Linked DNA regions of Hordeum vulgare: all the other regions are linked to region 2. The links are chromatin contacts, called in public Hi-C maps. All regions are on one chromosome and are shown on one strand. Each heading gives the region's core, a stretch centred on a gene start, on an enhancer-like site or on the middle of the called end of the contact. The rest is flanking DNA. Distances are from core to core; before and after follow the strand shown. Region 1 holds the start of LOC123448702 (transcription factor RF2b). Region 2 has its middle 100 kb from the start of LOC123446505. Region 3 overlaps LOC123448704 (vacuolar-sorting receptor 1-like). Region 4 holds the start of LOC123448701 (nardilysin-like).

What was found. Hi-C and Micro-C count contacts between places; a contact is called where the count stands out from the background.
Region 1: a Hi-C map of leaf shows a contact between it and region 2, with 4 times the contacts expected there. The contact joins the promoter of LOC123448702 here to the enhancer-like site in region 2. A contact is called at or near these places in 2 of 6 Hi-C or Micro-C datasets (leaf and seedling) and 1 of 1 datasets of contacts at active chromatin or transcription factors (embryo).
Region 3: a Hi-C map of leaf shows a contact between it and region 2, with 4 times the contacts expected there. The contact joins two enhancer-like sites. A contact is called at or near these places in 2 of 6 Hi-C or Micro-C datasets (leaf and seedling) and 1 of 1 datasets of contacts at active chromatin or transcription factors (embryo).
Region 4: a Hi-C map of leaf shows a contact between it and region 2, with 4 times the contacts expected there. The contact joins the promoter of LOC123448701 here to the enhancer-like site in region 2. A contact is called at or near these places in 2 of 6 Hi-C or Micro-C datasets (leaf and seedling).

The regions. Positions count from the first base shown.
Region 1 is chr4H:392,079,863-392,083,098 of MorexV3_pseudomolecules_assembly, reverse strand. It overlaps LOC123448702 (transcription factor RF2b), which reads left to right and starts at 1,838. Exons shown (of 4, transcript XM_045125670.1): 1 at 1,838-2,496. The coding sequence starts at 2,009.
Region 2 is chr4H:392,723,831-392,727,354 of MorexV3_pseudomolecules_assembly, reverse strand. No RefSeq gene overlaps it. Among protein-coding and RNA genes, the nearest start is that of LOC123446505, 100 kb to the right of the region's middle. Within about 2 kb of position 1,749, at least 2 of the 3 cell types and tissues checked have open chromatin away from gene starts, as enhancers often do. A contact at or near this core is called in leaf, where this site is marked.
Region 3 is chr4H:393,531,206-393,534,255 of MorexV3_pseudomolecules_assembly, reverse strand. LOC123448704 (vacuolar-sorting receptor 1-like) reads left to right here. Exons shown (of 12, transcript XM_045125673.1): 11 at 1-93; 12 at 218-615. The coding sequence ends at 325. Among protein-coding and RNA genes, the nearest start is that of LOC123448704, 9.9 kb to the left of the region's middle. Within about 2 kb of position 1,730, at least 3 of the 3 cell types and tissues checked have open chromatin away from gene starts, as enhancers often do. A contact at or near this core is called in leaf, where this site is marked.
Region 4 is chr4H:391,857,260-391,860,794 of MorexV3_pseudomolecules_assembly, reverse strand. It overlaps LOC123448701 (nardilysin-like), which reads left to right and starts at 1,601. Exons shown (of 19, transcript XM_045125669.1): 1 at 1,601-2,073; 2 at 2,474-2,549; 3 at 2,731-2,777. The coding sequence starts at 1,729.

The DNA.
Region 1 (3,236 bases), core at 589-3,088, 640 kb after region 2:
AACTTTTGACTTCCAGTTCACAATTTTGATCACAAACTACACCAGGGGTAAAATGGACTTTTCATGTCGTATTTAACGGTGTTAGTTGTCAAAACTGACGGAAGTGTCATATAGAAAAATAAAATGAAATTTGAGTGTCAGCCGAGGAAGACTTTTTTTATTAGGATAAAAATGAACCAAATTTAAGAAAAGACCAAATAAAGAACCCAAATACTAAAAAGTGCAGCTGTACTATTTCGGTGGAACGAGCCCACCATCACGCAGTTTATTTGTTTTGTTTTTTCAAAACACTACAACTTTTGAACCGAGTGTTAGAACGATGATCCGTTTTCACGGCTGTGTTTCTTACGACGAGCTCTTCCTAACTAGATCCCATATGGATAGGTTTCGACAAACTTTTTTTGAGCAACTGTGGGATGATATTTAGGCAATTTTAGTGATAAAGAAAAGCAACTTCTTATTAGTGTGCCTAGTATAATCGTCTATCAACGAAAATTCCTTCAAAATTATCTATCATGACTAGAAGGTTAAATAACTTCACCCTTTAGCAACACCAAGGCAAATGTGGTCGGCTATTTCCAAACTAAAATGGTTAAATTATGCGTCGGATGTGCATGCTAGGCTCCGCATGCGTTGGATGTCCATTAATTCACGTCTGAAAAAAATTCAAAAAGCTATAACTATCAAACCGCGTGTCGAAATTATGATATGTTTTCATCGTTGGGTTCCTCGTGACGAACTCTTCAAACGAGATCTCATATGAATATGTTTTGAATTTTTTTTTTAAAAGCAACTTCGATGCTAGATGAGGCAACTTTAGTGTTAAATAGAAGTACTTTGATGCTAGATGTATTGCATCGTGTGTATACACATGAGTTGTTTGTTGAATGCACTGGAGTTGCGCAAAAAACACACTAAAAGTTGCTCACTTTTTTGTGATACTCGAGTGCAATTATGGCAACTATTCACAAATAGTACAGAAATGAGCATTAATGGCACACAACTGAACATTAACCGTAGGCAATTGACCATCAGTAATAGGCAACCGAGCATCAAAATTGAGCAACTTTATAGTATTTTGTAGGCAACTGAACGTCAAAATTGAGTAATTTCACAGTATTTGTAGGCAATTGATCATCATTGTTTAATTATGTAAAGCTTTTAGATGTAAATCTAGTCAACTGTTAGTCGTGGTAACCAACTTAAAAAAATTCTTCGCTGATAGATAGATATACTAAGGGGGGAAAGGAGTTACTTGCCTATATCACTAAAGTTGCCTCATATAGCACACAAAGTTGCTTAAAAAAAAGTTCGTCGAAACCTATCCATATGGGATCTAGTTTTGAAGAGTTCGCGTAAAAAATATACCCGTAAAAACAAATTATTATTCTGACAACCGGTTCAAAAGTTATGACTTTTAAATTTTTTTAAGACGCTAACAAATATACGTTGTTCGCCGTCTTGAGATGCGCCAGCTACGGTAGCCGCGTCCAACGAAGAATTCTCTCTTAAAAGATGTGGGTGAAACCCAAACAGCTCCTTGGTTGGATGTCTCATAGCTAGACCGGCGAAGCTCGGGGTCGGGGGCAAGATCCACCGGTCGGCACTGTGTGGCTGCGCCGATAGACACGCACAAGCATGCGCACGTGCCGATAGATCCCGGCTCCATTAGCATGCAAAAAAAAAAAAAAATGGTAACCCGACCCGCCGTGCGTAGAAGAAGAGAACAAGGAGAAGAAGGCGACGCGTCCGGTCGTCCCTCCCTCCCTCCCAGTGACATGCACATGCACATGCATGCCCATCCATCCCCCTTCCCTTCCCTTCCCTTCCCAGTCTCATCTAGCTAGGCCAGGCCACAGTCCCAGATCCCACTCTAACCCCACCTCTTAAAAACCAGACCAAACCCGAAAGCTACAGGGAAAACATACAGGCGCAGCAGCAGCAGCAGCCGCCGCCTGCGCCTGCGCGCCCTATCTACACCTCCTCCAATCCCTGGCTCGACCGCCCAATGCAGCAGCCCAAACCCGCGGATCCGCCGGCCCGGCCCTTCCCGCCGCCTTCCCCGCCCATGGCGGCGGCGGCGGCCACGGCCATGCGCGGGGCTCACCACCGCCGCGCCAGATCTGAGGTCGCCTTCCGCCTCCCGGACGACCTCGACATCGCCGGCGGCGCCGACGGCGACGCCTCCGCGGGCTTCGACGAGATCGGCTCCGAGGACGACCTCTTCTCCACGTTCATGGACATCGAGAAGATCTCCTCCGGCCCCGCCGCGGGCTCAGACCGCGACCGCGCCGCCGAGACCTCCTCCCCACCGCGCCCCAAGCACCGTTACAGCAGCTCCGTCGACGGCTCCGGCCTCTTCTCCGCTGCCGGCAGCGCTGCGCGGAGGGACGCTGCTGCCGCCCAAGCGCTGGCCGACGTCCTGGAGGCCAAGAAGGCCATGTCCCCCGAGCAGCTCGCCGAGCTCGCAGCCATTGACCCCAAGCGCGCCAAAAGGTGCCCATCCCCGCCCCCACACTACGATGCTCAATGCTGCATACTTGCACTAGTGTCTGGTTCGTACGGATACTACAGATCAACTTCTTTCGTTCCTCCGAGGTGTCTGGCGATGGCGCGAGGCATTCAAGGACAATTATCATGTTTTTTAAGGGAATTTTTTTTCCTCCAGCTTAGAGAAAATATGCGCATTTGCGGCTTAATTTGTTTCTTTGCGCATTGTGTTGGATGGTTGGTTGGCAGGTGGGAAGTTAAGGTGGTGCTTCTTTAGCGTTTGGTTGGTGGGATTTTGGATAACTCATTGTTTCTGAGTGATGGCGCATGCTTTAAAACACCTTCTGCCGGGTGCTGGGTAGTTGGCGGGTTAACCAACATCTTCAGTAGTAATAAAGGGCTAGCTGTAATTCGCTTAATTCTTTACCTACAAGTCTTGCAGTGTGCTGATATGTGAATTGGTTTGGAGGATTGGATTGTCATGTGTACTTAGTTGCCATGCTTGGAAAGGTATTGGACAAATGCGAATCCTATAGTCAAAAGAATATTAGAGACTAGTGACGCATGCAAACTTATTGTAACCTATTGTATGTATTTGTATGACTTGATAGTGAAAGCAAGTAGGAGATCAATGATCGCTAAGGCATGCCATTTTTCCCCTTCCTCACCTACATGTCTCTGTTGGAATAGTTCAAGTCAATAATAATCAATCAAATTAGAGAAAATGACGTCACATTGAATAAAAC
Region 2 (3,524 bases), core at 500-2,999:
TTAGAATAATTTGAAATGCACGTCGATTCGTCGAAGAAGCAATTTCATAAGCACGAGCAATAACATTGAGATCTGTTTAGTATCGTATTAATTAGAAAATATAAGATAGATTAAAAATTATTCTAGTTTGTCTTCTGCTTTTAATTGATCATGTAAAGCAATACAATCCAACTATTTCCCAAATCTCTCTCCCTTTCTCCTTTCTAACGTGATATCATTTTAACCGATCCACTGTTTGGGATATCGCTTATCGTCTCGGTCGGTTGAAGATTAGAGATTAATCGAAAAATCGGATGATTAATCAATTTTATCGGTGGACTATTAATCGGTCAGTTTTTTTATAAGTCATAGGTTTGAGGCACTGATAAGATAAAAATAGAAAAAATCTTCACTGAAACTGTTAAACAACATGCCTTTAATTTTTTTAAATAGGAGTATAGGACAATACTATAGATAAGTAGACAATTACAAACCATTGTCATTGGTTTCTTCTATCCCAACCCCGTCATCATCAGACTCGAACTCTATCTCATCCTCATTGATAGGCACATCGTCAATTTCATCATCGGAAACGAACTCTTCCACTTCATGTAGTTCTCTCACCCTTAGACTTCTACGAGGCTCCATTGCATTGTCATCTTCGGTTTCCTCCATCTCATCATCAACGTAAGCATCTTCGCATATCCAATCTTGGGCTGTGGAAGCATCTTCACCAAGGAGGACATAACAAGATGATGACTACTTCTTTCTCTTGTCTAGCATTCTTCCATTGAATTGAACATAAACTAAATCGTCCCTACGACGCACATCTAGTTTATTTCTTCTCTTTGCATCTACCTACAAATTGCAAAGTGAAGCTTAGATATTCACATATTGTCAAAAACAAAGTAAGGATCAGATTTGAGCAGTAGTGGATTTGAGTATTTGCAAGTTGAGAATTAGTTGTTCAAAAACACTCCAATTTCTTTCACATCGGATGAACTTGTGGTCAAATTGAGTATCCTCATGGCCATGTGCATCAATGTAGGAGTTTGTAGTCCATAAGTTGCCCACCAATCCCCTACATTTATAGAAAATTGAATGCATTACCAGCATCTAAAAATCTACTACCATCATCTACAAATCTACAATACCAGTCAATACCAACACCTATTCATGAAATCAATAGTGCATCAAATTATCAAAGAATCTAAAACGGTAAAAAACAAAAAATGCGCTGGCAACCCTGAATTACACTAAAGAAGCACGGATGGAAGCAGGTCCAACCTTTGGCCTGCTTGCTACTGGAGGACGGTGTGGTCGGGGATGGTGTGTTGCTGCATGCGGTGCTCGCGGTGGCGAGATGGTCGGGTCATCGACCGTCAGGAAGGTGCCCCGGTTCACTGCTGCTGGAGGAGGAAGGGCGAAAGTGGTGGTCACGGAAGAGTGGTGGTGGCGGCGGCGAGATGCTCCACGGAGCCGGCGAGTGGCTTCGACGAGACTGGTGGTCGCGAAGATGGGAAAGGAGCCGGCGAGATGGCGATGTAGCCGCGAGATGGAAAGGGAGGCGGCGACTGGGCTGTTGGGGAAGAGGTGGGGCAGCTCCGACTGTGAAGAGGAGGCGGCGACTAGGCTAGCCCCGACCACTGGAGGCAAGCAGGGTGGCGGCGGCGGTGTGGATCGGGAACATGAAGGGGGAAGTGTGGATGGGGAATTGCGGCGTTATGGACGAACTGTGTAGTGTGGATAGAATCTGGCAAACCCTATCGGCCTACCGAGCGGCAATATTTGGTGCTTTGAGGGGGAAGCGAGGCCCATTTTCAGATTTCTGTACACACGGGCCCATATCGATTAATCGGAAATTTCGCGATAAATCGGTTGTCATACCGATAAATCGGCCTAAAAGATTAATGCTGACGATATGGCCTTTTCTTAGCGGTCACACCCCGAGTAGGGATTAATCGGTCGATTTTTGAACAGCGAATCCATCTGACTATGTGCCGCAGCCGCTTCTGCTCCGTGCCGCCTCTAGACCGATCCGCCTCCATGACCGTCACTCGGGACCGCGTCGGCCGTACCTAGGGTTTTTCCGTCGGTCGTGTTGCTCGGCTGCCCTAGAAAGACCTTTTCCCGAGCCCTTACTCAGGGCTTTTCTCTGTTTTGTCGGTCCCTTTAATCGACGTTTCTTTTTGGTTTCTCAATCTAAGAGAGGTTTGCGTTGTCCGTCGCCGTCATCGACCACCGCGCCTCTATTCCGACATCGACGCGACCACCCGGTCTTTTCTCCGACCCGGCGGCCTCGTACAATGCGGCGGTCCCTCACAGTAGTCGCCCCGCGCGTCTGCTCGCTCGTCGCCTTGCGTCAGATGTTGCCCCCCCCCCCCCCCGCGCTCCAACTGGGACCTCTCCATCATCACCAGCCTCCGTCGCGCATGTACGATCTGCCCAGCCGGCTGTCAACTCCTGTCGCGTTGGCCTTGCCGGCTGCTGGCTCCGGCTGCGTCGAGCATGCCGGCTGCCAGCCTCACCGACTACCTCGGGTCGGCTGTCAGCTCTGGCCGCGTTGGGCTCGTATGCATGTCGTCGTCGACTTCATCTCAGACTCTGCCGCCACCCCGCCTTCATCGAGCGACGTCTCCGACCTCGCGCATGATCAGATTGATAACCCACCCGCATGTGATACGTCTCATTTTTGCACTGCGATCGATCTGGCCCATGGGTTACGCGCGCCTTCGTAGATTTCATGAAGGCTGTCCCGAGAACAGCGCGCCCCTCCACTGATCAAGCAACGAGTTGCCGCTACGTCATCCCGTTGGGCCGCATCACCACCGTCCCATGGTTTTCCCCGTGGCTGCACCAACTCGCGCGCTACCGCTATGTAGCCCCTTCGGGTCGTAGTGTCATGACACGCAGTCCCTGTGACCCGCGAGCCGCCGCTACATCGCCCCTTCGGGCTATAGTGCCACGACACGTGGTCCCTGCCGCAGCCCGAGGCCGTCCCCATGGCTGCACCGACCAGCCCTCCGCCAGTGCGCTACCCTTCGGCATTTTGACATTTTTAACGTTCCAACACCTCAACCTCCATTACAGAGAATCACCGACCATCAACAACTGATGTCGGATTAGATTCTTTCATGAATTGTGTCGTCATACTTACCATTCCACCTGCATAACATGTGTGTTTTAACGGAAACATTGTGTTTGGTGGGTGACATATGATTGATATTGTGCGGATACTATCGAAGGTGCTAGATTTACATAGTAAGTGTCTCAAGGCGCTACATGTCGACCTTTCTCACACGTGCCTAGACTACGTCGAGTCATTTGTTGCTCGAGAGACATAGCTAATTATACTAGCGTGAGGTTCTCGTTTTCTTGTTTTATTTTTTAATGGTTTCTTTTTCGTTCTGAAAAAAACACAACTGTTTTATTGATTTTCATTGACAAGTGAAATTCTTTTTAAATGAAAAACATTTTCAAAACACGCAACATTTCCGAAATTTCTGGGATATTTTATAAAGCTATGATCATTCTTTGAACAAAAA
Region 3 (3,050 bases), core at 481-2,980, 810 kb before region 2:
TCCTCAGTCGGGTGGAGCTTCATGTGGGTTATTTTCTTTGGACTTGTATTTGCCGGGGTCGGAGCATATGCAGTATACAAATACAGGCTACGGGTAAAACATCCTCTGACATTTATTTATTTTCAAGTGGTCTTGGGTTGGACTTGAACCAGTCAGTTGTTGACAATAACAGTACGTATTTGTGGCTGACTCCGTGTGTGGTATGATTCCTCATCAGAGCTACATGGATTCGGAGATCCGCGCCATCATGGCTCAGTACATGCCTTTGGACAGCCAAGAAGGTGCAAACCAGCAACAGCATGTGGCGCATGCTGGTGATATCTGAGACCAGATGGCACACGAAGCGTGCAGCATATTTTACCATGGGTGGCGTCGGCTTTACAGCGCAAAGATACAATTTGTACGCGAGGAGATTTGATGTATGATTCTAGGAGTTACACTGTTGTGCACCTTCATTTTGTGAGACACGATGAACAGCATAGGCGATATTGTCCCCCTTTGTCGGCTCTAGACTCTTGCATACTACGTACGTGTCAACATCCTGTAAATACTTGGTGTTCAGACAACTTGCCCCCTTATATCTGAATAAATCTGGAGCCTAGATGTGGTATGCAACATGCATGTGCCTTTTTTGTTTACCCTCGATTGAATACAGCACTTGCTGCTTCTTTTCGAAGTGGTCAATCACAGCATAAAACGTCGCATTGCATTGGCTGCAAGTTTGTGCAAATTTCCTTCCTCCTCTCGTCTCTCTCTCGTGAGCAGAGGAGCCATGTGGACCTTCCTACTCTCGTCTCTCGTGAGCAGAGGAGCCATGTGGACACGGTGTGCTTATGGCGTCTGGGTGCAGCGTGGGCGCTTATGGTTTATTCAATTAGTGTGGGCTGACGCGCTATGTAATTTCAGTTTTTTTTTTATTTGTATTAGTCGATGACTTAACCTGATATGTGCTATAAAATGGTTATGTGCATCATAGGCAGGATACTCTCCTCTTCAAAATGAAAAGAGAGGAGACATGGGAAGGGTGAAGACTGAGGAGCCATTGCAGCATGGGAGGGGTTCAGCAAAGCAAAACATAGAGTTTGCTCGAAAAGGGCGGGGGAGTGGGGAGACAGGAGACAAGAAAGAGCGAGCGTGTGCAGCCTTATGATAGAAAAAAAGTATAGGCCGCGTGCGTTGTGCCGACTATTTCTTTGGTGGAGTAGTCTCCTTCTTTTGAGGGAGGAGCTCCATCGATTTTTCTTGTGCTCTTTCGATGCGCCTTTGCTTTGCTTTGCTTTGCTTTGAGAGGGAGAGAGAACTAGAATCTCACTCCTGCTATGGGTTTGATATGGTTGTTCATGGCCGAGTTCCTAGGCGATCAATCCTTTCTGGTCATTTTTCGTCGTGCTGAATCACTAGGGGCTCAGCGTGGCTGGCTCTAGTACCCACCTAAGCTAGCTCCATGATGCAGTTTGGTCGTTGCAGGCTCTGTCGACCTGAATACGTACGTACATGTGCACGCTGTACTGTTGGGCAGTTCGGGGGGACACTCGACTAGTTGCACTGTAGTAGTAATGCAAGCGTCCAGTCACGAATATGGTGAGGTGAGGTCCCTTCGTTGAGAGAAAGAGGAGATACGGTGAGGTTTTCGGCGACCGATCCATTTCAGATCGGTGAGGTTTAGGGCTGTCCATAGTCTCACAGGTGGCCCCCAACAACAGCATCCTAGAACAGTCAAACACCTTTCCCTGCCTGCACTGCATTCTACATACACTCTCCTACGGGGGCTGCTGGTGGTGGAGGTCGGGTCCCGCCCTGCCCGCGCATGAATGCGGCCATGGGCATGGGCATGGAGCGCTCTCTCTCTCTCGATCCTCGGTCGCCGCTGGTCCTTGATGGATGCCGCCAAATCCAGCCACTGCGCGCAAACTGTTGTGGCCAGCGAGATGCGGCAGCGCAAATGAATGCGTATTGATGGCGGCAATCAAGACTCCCCCGCTGCCGCCTCCTGTCATGTCCAGGTGCGCCATTAATTGCGGACAAACGCCCGCAGCGCCCAGCACCAATACCCTCCTCCCTTCCCCGCGTCTCGCGCCGCCTCATCTTCCTCGCTTGGCTGCTTGGCTTCGCCTGCGGCTCTCTTCTCTTTCCTCCCGCTTCCGACTTCCGAGGCCCGGATGGATTGCTACGAGCCGGGTTTTGAGCGCCGCGCCTGACCTACGCGCGCGCCCGTGGCCTGGGGGACTGCCGGAACACATGTACTCCGTAGTACGTACTCTCTCCATCTTAAAATGACTGTCTCAGTTTTATATTAAAATTAATATAAAGTTATATTAAACTTAAGAAACTTAGACTGGTTGATATAGGTATTAGTATCATGCATATAATACTAGTCTATGGTACCACATCTGTAATGCATATTATCTTTGTCACGTCATGATTTTGGAAGGCACGGTTAAATTTACGTGTATTTTCACAATAGATAAGATTTAAGGTGCATTGCATTTATTCATAGCATCTACTTCCTCCGTTTCTAAATATAAGACCTTTTTAAGATTGCACTATAAACTATATACGGATGTATATAGACATATTTTAGAGTGTACATTCACTCATTTTGCTCCGTATATAGTCTCCTAGTGAAACCTCTAAAATGTCTTATATTTTGGAACGGAGGGAGTAATTAGTAGTACTATATTATACTACTTCTATATGCATGCATAGTGTGAATTGTATTTTTAACTCATTTCACATCCAATCAATAACCACCTAGGTTCTAGAGAATTTCTATGCACACCTTCTAAACCTTGACGGAGGGAGTATCATAGAGTAGTTCATTTATTGTCATGTAAGACACATAGTAGTATATCATTTAATATGATACGGTATCATGATATAATACTCAACCCTCTCATTCTTCATTTAATTCCATGCAACGTCATTGAAATTGCCTAATTGGCATGCATGATACTACCCATGATACTCCGTCGTCGTCCGTTTGGATCAGCGCGGACAAAAAGTTGACCCAACGCGCCGATTCGAACGAACGCGCGTCCGTTTTTGTCCGC
Region 4 (3,535 bases), core at 352-2,851, 870 kb after region 2:
TTTAATAATTGTCGATGATAAGGTTAAATGTTAAATGTTTTAAAAAAGAAGTATTGTCGCCCATCTCCCGAGCGTGTCCCCGCATCCTCGCCCAGGATGCATGCCAGCTCTTGTTTACGCACCGGAGTGTCCGTCGAGCGAAGTCGGCCATCTCCCGCATGCTCGACCCAGAGTCGGCTCGACCCCAGCGGCGATCTGCAGCAGGGACTGGGCTCGATCCCGCTTCGATTCGATTCAGGGAGAGGTGCCAGATCCCGTCACCGCTGACTAAGGTGAGGCCCGCCTCCCCCTACCAATCGATCTGTGTGCCTTTCCCCGTTCCAGCCGCCTATCGTGCCGTCGCTCGCTCAGCTCCCGTGCTGGGGTTCCGCGTGCTTTCCGACGGGTCCCGCGCGCTCGGTGGCCGCGTGGGGTGGTTGCTGCCGCTTCCAGGTAGTAGATCGGGCGATGGTGCTCGCATCCGGCTTGATCCGGACCTGATGCCGACAGATGGGCGATTGTTTCGGCTGCCACACCGTGTCCTGCCACGACGCCTACCACATGGCGACGGTGTGCACCCGCTACGGCTCCAAGGACTACACCCGCAGCCGCGCCGTCGCGAGGATGGTCGGGTCGGTCCTCTTCGCGTGCCGCAACCGCCAGCACGGCTGCGTTGCGTCCCTGCCACGTCACGCCGTGGAGGAGCACGAGCGGAGCTGCCGGTACGAGCCCTGCTTCTTCCCGGCCTGCCAACGCCCCTTCTTCGGCTCCAAGGACTACACCCGCAGCCGCGCCGTCGCGAGGATGGTCGGGTCGGTCCTCTTCGCGTGCCGCAACCTCCAGCACGGCTACGCTGCGTCCCTGCCGCGGCATGCCGTGGAGGAGCACGAGCGGAGCTGCCGGTACGAGCCCTGATTCTTCCCGGCCTGCCAACGCCCCTTCTTCCCCGGCGTCGATGACAGCGCGCAAGAGCAGCGCCTAGCCGGTCGCCACGACTGGCTTCTCCACCGCCTCACCTACGGCAAGGACGTCTTGGTGGACGTCGACCCGGACCGCCTCGCCCTGATCCGCGCCCACGATCGCCTCCCTCGCCTTGTGCCCCTTCTCCTTCTCCTTTGGGTCCTCTCTTCCTAACGCCATGTCACTCTCTCTTTCTCTGGATAGGCAGGGTGTCGTCGCCACCGGAGCAAGACGCCGCACCCGCCGCCAGATCCATCCACACCAAGCCCGGATCGGGAGGGGAGGGGGAGCTCGAGCCGCCGCATCGCCCCAGCCGCTCGAGCCGCCGCGTTGACCCTATCCAGATTCAGGTGAAAAAGGATCGCGGGTTGAGTAGGCAAAACTACAAGGGGTTTTGTGTAAGAACGAAACGTTTTCTTAAAGTATCCACTTAAAATAGAACTACGGGTTAATTACCCGAGACGACAAGGATGTTTTCACAAAAATGCCACAACGGACGACCAGAAACTTAATTTGCTTTATTATTAGGGAGAGACGTGTAAAATAAAAATGAGGTAAGGCGGTAGGGTCGCATAAATCCCCGTTTGGAACGCACTTGCGTGTTGCGTCGGAAGCGATTCCTTGATACAAATAGTAGGCCAAAGCTTTGTAACCCTAAATAAACAAAACCAAGATATAAACCAAGGAAACAGGAGAGGAGGCCCGCGCTGCTACTGCCGCCGCATACCTATCTCCCACCACCTTCGTCCCTCCCTCCTTCGTACCCACAGGCGGCGGCGGACGGCCGAGATGGCGGCGGCTGTGTCTCGCGACGACGAGCTGGTGGTCAAGTCCCCCACCGATAACCGTTCCTACCGCCTTCTTCGCCTCGCCAATGGCCTCTGCGCCCTCCTCATCCACGACCCTGAGATCTACGCCGACGGCGGCCCTGCCCCCAAGCCCAACGAAGACTTGGACATGGACGACGGGGACGACGAAGAAGATGATGACGAGGACGACGAAGAAGATGACGAAGAGTATAGCGACGAGGACGGGGAGGACGACGATGACGAAGAAGAAGGCGAGGAGGACGAGGATGGGAGCGAGCCCAAGAGGAAGAAGGAAAAGGGCAGCTCCGAGCCGGTCATTAAGAAGGTACCGATGAGTTTTGCTCTTACATACCTCTACTTGTTCTATTCAATCTAATTTTGCTAGTACATTGGATCACTCTCCTCTGTGGTGGCCGTGATGCTGCTATTATGAACGATAGCTGGATCTAGCATAATTTAGTGGAACTGGCAACGATCAGACAGGTGGATCATAACCGATGGAATGTAAATTGAACTGTTGAGAATAATTCGTGTGTCCAAGTGGTTAGAACCAATTGCTAGCTTGACGGATTTGTTCAGGATTGTGCTGTAAGAGATATTACGCTTTCTCTTTTTGCTATATTTCTGCAATTCTGGAATAGGTGCATTTTGATAGCCGTGAGTATTGCTGCCTGCAAGTTTCATGTTTGGTTTTGCTTTTCCTTACATGATCCATCGAATTTCAGGCTGCTGCTGCAGTGTGTGTTGGAATGGGCAGTTTTGCGGACCCTCCAAAGGCACAGGGCTTGGCTCATTTTCTAGGTATGCAATCATTGTCATCTTTGTTTTACCGATCTTGTATTATGGCTGATCATATGCATCAGCTAAAAGCTTAAAACTACCAAGCCTTCTGTTCGATGCTATCCAAAAGTTGGAGGGAACTAGTCTGATGATATGTACGCTCTAGCTTATAGTAATCTCAGAGTGTTCTGAATTTCTGCAGAGCACATGCTTTTTATGGGGAGCTCTGTTTTTCCAGATGAAAACGAGGTTTGTACAATGTCTATGCTTTTACACTCCCTTCTTCTCTTCTGTGAGTCAAACCCCGAGATTAGCCGTGTCTGAGAAAGTTATGTGCGTTTTATTGTCCTTTTCCCTTATATCTATTACCATCACACATTCTGCTTGGATCAATGTTTGTTTCGGTAGAAAAATAATGAAGCATTTCCTTTTTGAGAATGAATACTGAAGCATTTTGGTGATATACATAATGACACTCTGCCATATTTGTCAAAACCTGACATATGTGATTACTAGACTAAGAGTATCTCCAACAGCAGACTAAATTTTTTGCCACCTAAATCCAGTTTTTGTGGAGGAGAGAGAAGATTTAGGTAGCCAATATTTTTGTGTTTTTATATCCGACCTGAAAACTTGGATACCTAAATTTTAAGCTTCTAATTCTACCACACTATTTGTGCATGTGCAGTGCTCTGAATAATATCAAACCCATGCCAAATAAATCTGAAACAAATAAAACACAGACAATACCTAATTATTACATAGCTCATCAATCCACAATCCGAAACTCAACACAATTAGCCCAAAAAAGCAAGCAAAAATACCTTGGGAATGACGGAGTGACATACTAATGAATCATAAAAAAGGGCAGCCCGGTGCATGTAGCTCCCGCTTGCGCAGGGTCCGGGGAAGGGTCCGACCACTTTGGGCCTATTGTACGCAGCCTTTCCCTACATTTCTGCAAGAGGCTGTTTCCAGGACTTGAACCCGTGACCTCATGGTCACAA